2 separate regions of the Sus scrofa genome follow, and region 2 is linked to region 1. A link is a contact called in public Hi-C data. All regions are on one chromosome and are shown on one strand. The core of a region is the stretch at or near the end of the contact, and the rest is flanking DNA. Distances in the headings are between cores, read along the strand shown.

What was found. A called contact is a pair of places that touch in the nucleus more often than the background predicts.
Region 2: a contact with region 1 is called in a Hi-C map of epiblast stem cells, with 1.9 times the contacts expected there. The contact joins the promoter of PRKACB here to the promoter of SAMD13 in region 1. A contact is called at or near these places in 1 of 5 promoter capture datasets (liver), 2 of 47 Hi-C or Micro-C datasets (epiblast stem cells and liver) and 2 of 2 datasets of contacts at active chromatin or transcription factors (alveolar macrophages and skeletal muscle).

Annotation. Positions count from the first base shown.
Region 1 is chr6:129,438,789-129,441,968 of Sscrofa11.1, reverse strand. It overlaps SAMD13 (sterile alpha motif domain-containing protein 13), which reads left to right and starts at 1,907. Exons shown (of 4, transcript XM_021096359.1): 1 at 1,907-1,998. The coding sequence starts at 1,989.
Region 2 is chr6:129,633,784-129,637,478 of Sscrofa11.1, reverse strand. It overlaps PRKACB (cAMP-dependent protein kinase catalytic subunit beta), which reads left to right and starts at 1,272. Exons shown (of 10, transcript XM_021096363.1): 1 at 1,272-2,007. The coding sequence starts at 1,962.

The DNA of each region.
Region 1 (3,180 bases), core at 658-3,157:
CCCCTGCTCATCTCTGCTGCCCTTCCTTTTTTCTCTCCACTTTATCTTCAACAACCTTTCCCAACCTTTCATTGTCTCTCAGGTTCTACTTCTACACATGCTATCCAAATCCACACTTCCAACTGCCACTTTGTCTTTCACACATGGAAAGCCTCAGGTTAAGTATTCCAAAATCAGTCATTTTCCAAAATCTCTTATTCTGTCAGTTTTACCTATTTATGTGAATGACAGCATCCCCTTAATCTAGAAATGACAACCATCTTGCATCCCTATTCCTCACTTCCACATCCAATTGATTGTACTGCTCTGTCCATTTGCCCCATCAAGTGTCTCATATCTGCTTCCTTTTTTTTTTTTTTTTTTTTTTTGTCTTTTGTCTTTTTTTGTCTGTTGTTGTTGTTGTTGCTGTTGTTGCTATTTCTTGGGCCGCTCCCGCGGCATATGGAGGTTCCCAGGCTAGGGGTTGAATCGGAGCTGTAGCCACCGGCCTACGCCAGAGCCACAGCAACGCGGGATCCCAGCCGCGTCTGCCACCTACACCACAGCTCACGGCAACGCCGGATCGTTAACCCACTGAGCAAGGGCAGGGACCGAACCGCAACCTCATGGTTCCTAGTCGGATTCGTTAACCACTGCGCCACGACGGGAACTCCTGCTTCCTTTTTATCACTGGTTCAAACTATCATGACCTATAACTTGGAATATTGTCATAGCCTCCTAACTGGTACTTTTACTTCAATTTATCTTTTGAAACTTCCACAAAAGGAGTTTCAGCAGATATTAGTAATACTTATTAGTTTTTAGAAATGATATTATTTGCTCTTAGCATAGTGCCTGGCATTTAATAAGCACTCAATTACAATGTTTAATTGTAACATTTGTGTGTTCACTATATGTCAGACGCTATACTAAATGCTTCTCCTTTCTTTGAATTTACTTACCCCAGAACTAGCTCCAACATGGCAACACCAGAATTCTAGTTCTATTGGGCTTCCCAAGTCCCTGTTTTTGCTTTATTTTTGTTTTTTAATTTTTTGGATACAATTTTCTCACATTGTCTCTAGCCTAATCACAACCTTCTCATCAACCTCTATATATCTGTCCTTTCTGCCTTCCCACTCCATTCTTCCAACCTGTAGGTTCTTCTTTTGTCTTTACTTATGTCCATATTTAGTAAAGATCTATTATCAGCTATTGAAAGAAAGTCCTTCAGAGCAGGCTCCCCTCTTTCCTGCTCTGAAGCACTTTCTTGCAGTAGCTGATAATAGATCTTTACCCACCACATCTGGCATAGCCCTCCTTCTTCCCACTTCCAAGTGCTAAGGGAAGCGGTGGAGAGGAAAGGAATCGTGCAGAGGCGCCAACCTCCGCAGGTATAAACACCAAAAACTCCCTGCATCTTGAGTTTTTCTCTGCATAACTCAGGGATGCTTTATGGTTTTAATATAATGAATTAAGTAAGTAAAATATGCTTTGTAAACTGTAGAGTGAGCTACAAATGATAAAGTGCAATCATTCGCTCTCTCTTTGCATGCCCAAGGCTTCAACTGAGTAAGCAACAGAATAGCAGATGTGTGTTCAGGATGAAGGGAGAGTAGGCCCTAAATAATATGGACTTGGCCCGGGAACAATCTCCGCGTCATTACTGCCAAAACACAGCTTAAAAAAAAACTTCGTCAGAGTTGCCACGTGTTAGTAAGACAGGAAGAAAACAGTATTAGCCTGAAAAACCCCAGTTTAAATTATTTCTAGGAGTGTTTCCCACCCTCTTTTCCCAGGAGGTTTTAGCTCTTGCAAACGTCCTCCTTTGCATGCTCAAGGCCCCTTCCCGGCCTCCCAGCTCCCTAACGGCCCCAGCCCTCCAACCCCCTCCTGGCCCGCGGAGACTACAAGTCCCGGCGTGCCCTGCGCGCCCGGCCGGCTGCACTGGGGCTGGGCGCGTGGCTGCTGCCGAGCTCCGCGCGGGGGAGAGCCTCCCGGCGCCGGCCATGCGGGGAGGTAAGTGATCCGCTCGTGCTGCGAAGGCAGTGGGAATGCGCCCGCCCTGTCCCTCTCCAGGATGGAAGGAAACGAAGAAAGCCGCAAGAAAAACTGCCCTGCCCTCCCTCGTCTCTGTGTGTCCGGTGCTACTGCAGCTTGTTGCACCCACGAGCGTGGAATCTGTCACCCTGGAGTGGAATTAGGTGCAGAAGCGAGCCCTGCCCAGCGGAGAGCCCCCAGGGGCTGCGGGGCAGAGCTCGCAGGATGGGACCGGGTGGTGGCACGGCTCGGCTGGGCGCACAGCGAGTGCCACACCCCCACACTCCCTTTCCAAAGACGGGCTCCCCCGGGGTCTCCCAATCTCAAAGGCGAACACTTGCTTCTTGAAAGTCGTAGCCAGAAACTTTCCCCTCAGTCCACAGTGGCTCTCAGATGGGACTGCTAGTCCAAGAGAATCTCTGGCAGTCCCCTCTCCTACCCCCTGCCCTCTCCCGCACCGCCCCCTCTCCAGGCCCCTCCTCACTTTCCCTTGAGACGCTTTTGGGGACACGTTGAGTTTGGCCTTGCCCTCGGGCGACTTCTCCAGATTACTTTAGCAGCCAGGGTTGCTCTCTGCTTGGCCGGCCGGATCCGCCTGCGGGCCGATCCCCAGAGGCAAGGTGGTTCCTCTGGGAGAACACTGGCTCTTGGGGAAATAAATGCAGATCAGTAAAAGGAGCTGATTGAGGCACCAGTTTCCCGTCCTTTCCGACCCAGCTCCCCTCCTGAGCCCATTCCCAAGTGTCCCCTAAAGTTCTGCTCCAGAATCCCAGCAGCAAGAGGATCTCTGAAGTTATTTTAGCACATCCCATGATACCCTTGATTAGAAGGTCTTGTTGGTTTGCACCTCCGTCTTTCACCCTGCTTGTACACACCACACACACACACACACACACACACACACAGTGGGCACTACACATTCTGCAAATACACGAATGCCAACCCACTACACACACCACACATACTCTGCACATACAACACCCACTCATATTAACACAGCACACACTGCCTTTATGCTGCTGCACTGCACAAACATAGACACCACAGTACACACAAATACACATAATTTCTATTAGCAGAGAAGAAGGTTGATATCAGTTTGTTGGAGGGAGTGAAGAGGAAGTGGTTGAGTACTTGTATATATACTTAAACCCACAAATG
Region 2 (3,695 bases), core at 23-2,522, 200 kb before region 1:
CCAGGATTCTAGAAAGTCTCTCCAGAATAAAGTATATTAGAAAGTTGTTTTTAACTTGGTATATGGCTTAATGCTATTTATTGAACTTTATACAGAGAAGCAGGGCAAAATACCACATCTACAACAGAAAACTAGATCTGACTGGAATGATATGCCATTGCTGCAACATTGTTGCACAGGGACACAAACACCTCTAGCTCAAATCCTTCCTTCTCTGTAATTTTTATACTACTTGCATTAATGGAAACCCAGAAAATAATATAATGAATTTCCCTTGGAAATAAACTCACTATGCATGCATCTTTTTAAGTCAATGGATTTTAAATGGAGAGAAAGGAACATCTACATAACATTATGGACAAAAAGTCAGATTTTGGTACCCTAAATTGTGCTTCCACCAGATGATAGATGTGTAATTCAGGGTAAATTGCTTAACTTCTCTGTGTCTCAGTTTGTTCATAAGTGAAATAATGATAATAAAACTACATATCTCATAGGGTTCTTAAAGAACTCATGACTTGCTATTTGCATGGTCCTATTTGTAATACAGTATATATGATATAAACCTCTGTTAAATTAATTTAACGGAATTGGTAATAAGAAATAGCAGGAAGAACTTACTGGGTAACCTCAGTTTCCACTCCTTTTTTTTTTTTTCAGTAATAGAACATACTTAAAAAAGAATTCTGAGAGATTTGCTCTGCTTACTTTCAAGTCAACAAGTATCCATTAAAGAAGTACTGGGCTTGGTGACTTGGGGACACAAAATAAATTTAGGTTGTCTATGCCCTTTGGGGAATTACAATCTTTCTACACTAAATTTGGAATAAATGCTCAGAGCAAAGTTCAAAGGATCATGCAACAACAACAACAAAAATACTAGAGTGCCACATAAAGTAAAGCTATTCACAAATTCAAGCGCTCCAAGACGAATACTAATAAAAATGCAACTAGCAAATGGGGAATGTATTTATTTTGACACACACAGAGAGCTGCTAAATACAATGACACACATCAATAAACATTCTGCAGAAACAGTGATACTTTCCTTTCTCTCCGCCTGGGATATCTGACAAAACCTGAGGCGATCACGCAAAACCACAGGGAATGAAAATTGGACTGGAAACACTGAAGGGTTTGTGACTGGTGCCCAAGAGGCAGGAAAACGTGGGGGGCTCGGCGAATACCTGGATCTGCTACGCAAAGAAGCTCGGAACCACGGTCGGGACAAGGGACGAGGTTATTCCTGTGGCTGATACTGACCAGTCCACGAGGCCCAGTGGCGAGAACGGCCCGGGTCCCCCGGAACGACCTCCTACCCGACAGCGCAGTCCTCTCCGGCCTGCAGGTTGGTGGCTACAAGGCATCCTCTGAGCGAGGAGGCACTGCGAAGCCTGCCACAAGAATGCAACCAGAACCCCGGCACTGCTTCCAGCAGCCCAGCTCCAGGGCATGGGGGACGCCAATGCAGAGAGACGACTGGTTCCTCCAAGCTAACGGTCTCGTGCTGCCTCCCTTATCCTGGGGATCAGCTCCCTAAAGAAAGCGCGGACCTGCACTTCCCAGCTGGGTGGGCCGTGGAGGTACTGGCAGGGGTTACCCCAACCCTCCGCTCGCGCCCGGGGCGCACGTCACTTCCGGCGCGCGCGCCCGCCCGCCGAGGGGGACAGGGTCTAGAGCCCGGGGGCGCGCGGCTGCCCGGGGGCGCGCTGGGAGGGCGGGGAGGGGGAAGGGGGAGTGTCTGCCGGTCGCCGCCGCCGCTGCTGCCAGCTCCGGGGCAAAGGAGTACCCTGCAGCCCTGGCCTCAGAACCGGCCCAGTCTTCCCGCCCGCACTCCGTGCGCCAGAAGCACTGACCGGTCTAACTGGTGCCGAAGCGGGAGTTGGCTCAGCCTGCGGAGCGGCGGGGACGGCTTCAGTGCCCCCTCCCCTCCCCGACCCCTTCCTTCCATCGCCCCGGTCATGGGGAACGCGGCTACTGCCAAGAAAGGCGGCGAGGTGGAGAGCGGTGAGTCAAGAGCCGGGTCTAGGGGCCGGCTAGGCGGGCGGGCGGGCGGGCGGACGCGGGGTACCGAGCGTCCCCCAGGGTGGGAACCCGCAGGCCGCGGGCACGGTCCAGGCCTCGCAGCAGCCGCGGGCAGCCGTTCGAGGGGGCCCTGGGGACCAGCCGCCTTCCTCCTCCGCCTCCTCCCCCAGCTCCGGCTGGAGGGCTGAGCGCCGAGGGCCGGATGGAGAGGGCGAGGGAGGAGAGCGGTCCCCGCGATTGCTTTTTTTACTGGGGCGAGGGGGACTCACTTCCTTAGACACTTCCCCAAATTTGGTCCGGCTAAAGAAGTCTCTTGGACCACCCCAACCCTCTCTTCCTCGCCCCCCGACCCTCTCTCGGGAGCCACAGGTAGTGTTGTGAACAGAGTTGTCTCTTTTCCCTCCATCACTCGAGTCCACCCCAACCTTATCACCAGGTGAAGGGCTGCTAAATCTGGCCCTCCGCAGGTGAGGTTAATCCTGAGCGGGTAACTATGTTTTAGAGATCCTCCATCTTTTCGGATTAAGAGTGGAAAATATCGTAAGAGTAAACAGCAACTTTATCCGTTAGAGAAGAAAAGCAAGGCAGGTTTGCCTTTTCTTGAGACATTCAGGAATCTGCTACAGTGTCTGTAAAACTTAAAGGTCACTGCTTTGAAGTACTTCCAGTAGATTTCTTCTGAGAGCTGAAAGTGCAGGCGCTCTACTCTTTACAACAAACAGTAAAAAATCATGAATTTCTGTATGGCAATATGGTTTTATTTGTCTTTCAGTCAATCAGCATGGTTTTTTGCCTTTGCCAAGTTCAGCTCAGATTTTATAATTCAGAATGACCAGAAAACAAATAGTATTTGTTATATCCCCAGGAGTAAATGACATCTTAGCACTTGAGAGAATAATGTCGGATGACTTATTCCAGTTTGTGTAAATACTGTCTTTTAATGTTTCTATGTTTGTAACATGTTCTAGGTTAATTGCGAAATTTTTTCAGTATCAATAAAGCAGAATCGATTTCGAAAAATTTAGTCATTCATTTTGTTTAATGTGAATAGATAGATCGGATTATATGGTTTTGTTTCACCAATAAGGATTTGGTGTTAATTTTCAGGACCTCCAAAAAAGTTTGATGTCTTTAATATGTGATATGGACCTTTTCAAAAGCCAATGAAGAGGTAGAACTTAGTAGTCTTTATTTTTTAATTGCACAAATGTAGTAACTAACTGTACTAGAAAGTATTAAAAAGGTAGAAAGTGTAAAGAATTATTTTTGCCTTTTATAATTTTCCCTTTTAACTTAAAGCTTTATTAACTTAGAGATAAAACATGTGCCGATTATATTAGAGTATGTTGATTATTGAATTATATCAATGATTTTCATTTACAAGTGCTTGCCTGTGTAGTGCTTATTTTTCAACAATGATAGGAGACTCTTCTGTGACCTATATATTTCCATTATTAGGTTACCAAACTAATTCTTCCCTAGACAGTTTTAATTTGAAGCTCATAGCTATGGGATAATCTTGGAATATTTACAGAAAACACAATGGAAACTTTAAAATATTTATCTAAATGTATTGAAATTATTCCTGTGAATAAATTCTTTCCTAAACTTTCCTAGTTCTTAAGTATGTTAGCCAGCCAGCTGTTTATGTTAGTTTATTTATGGAAACT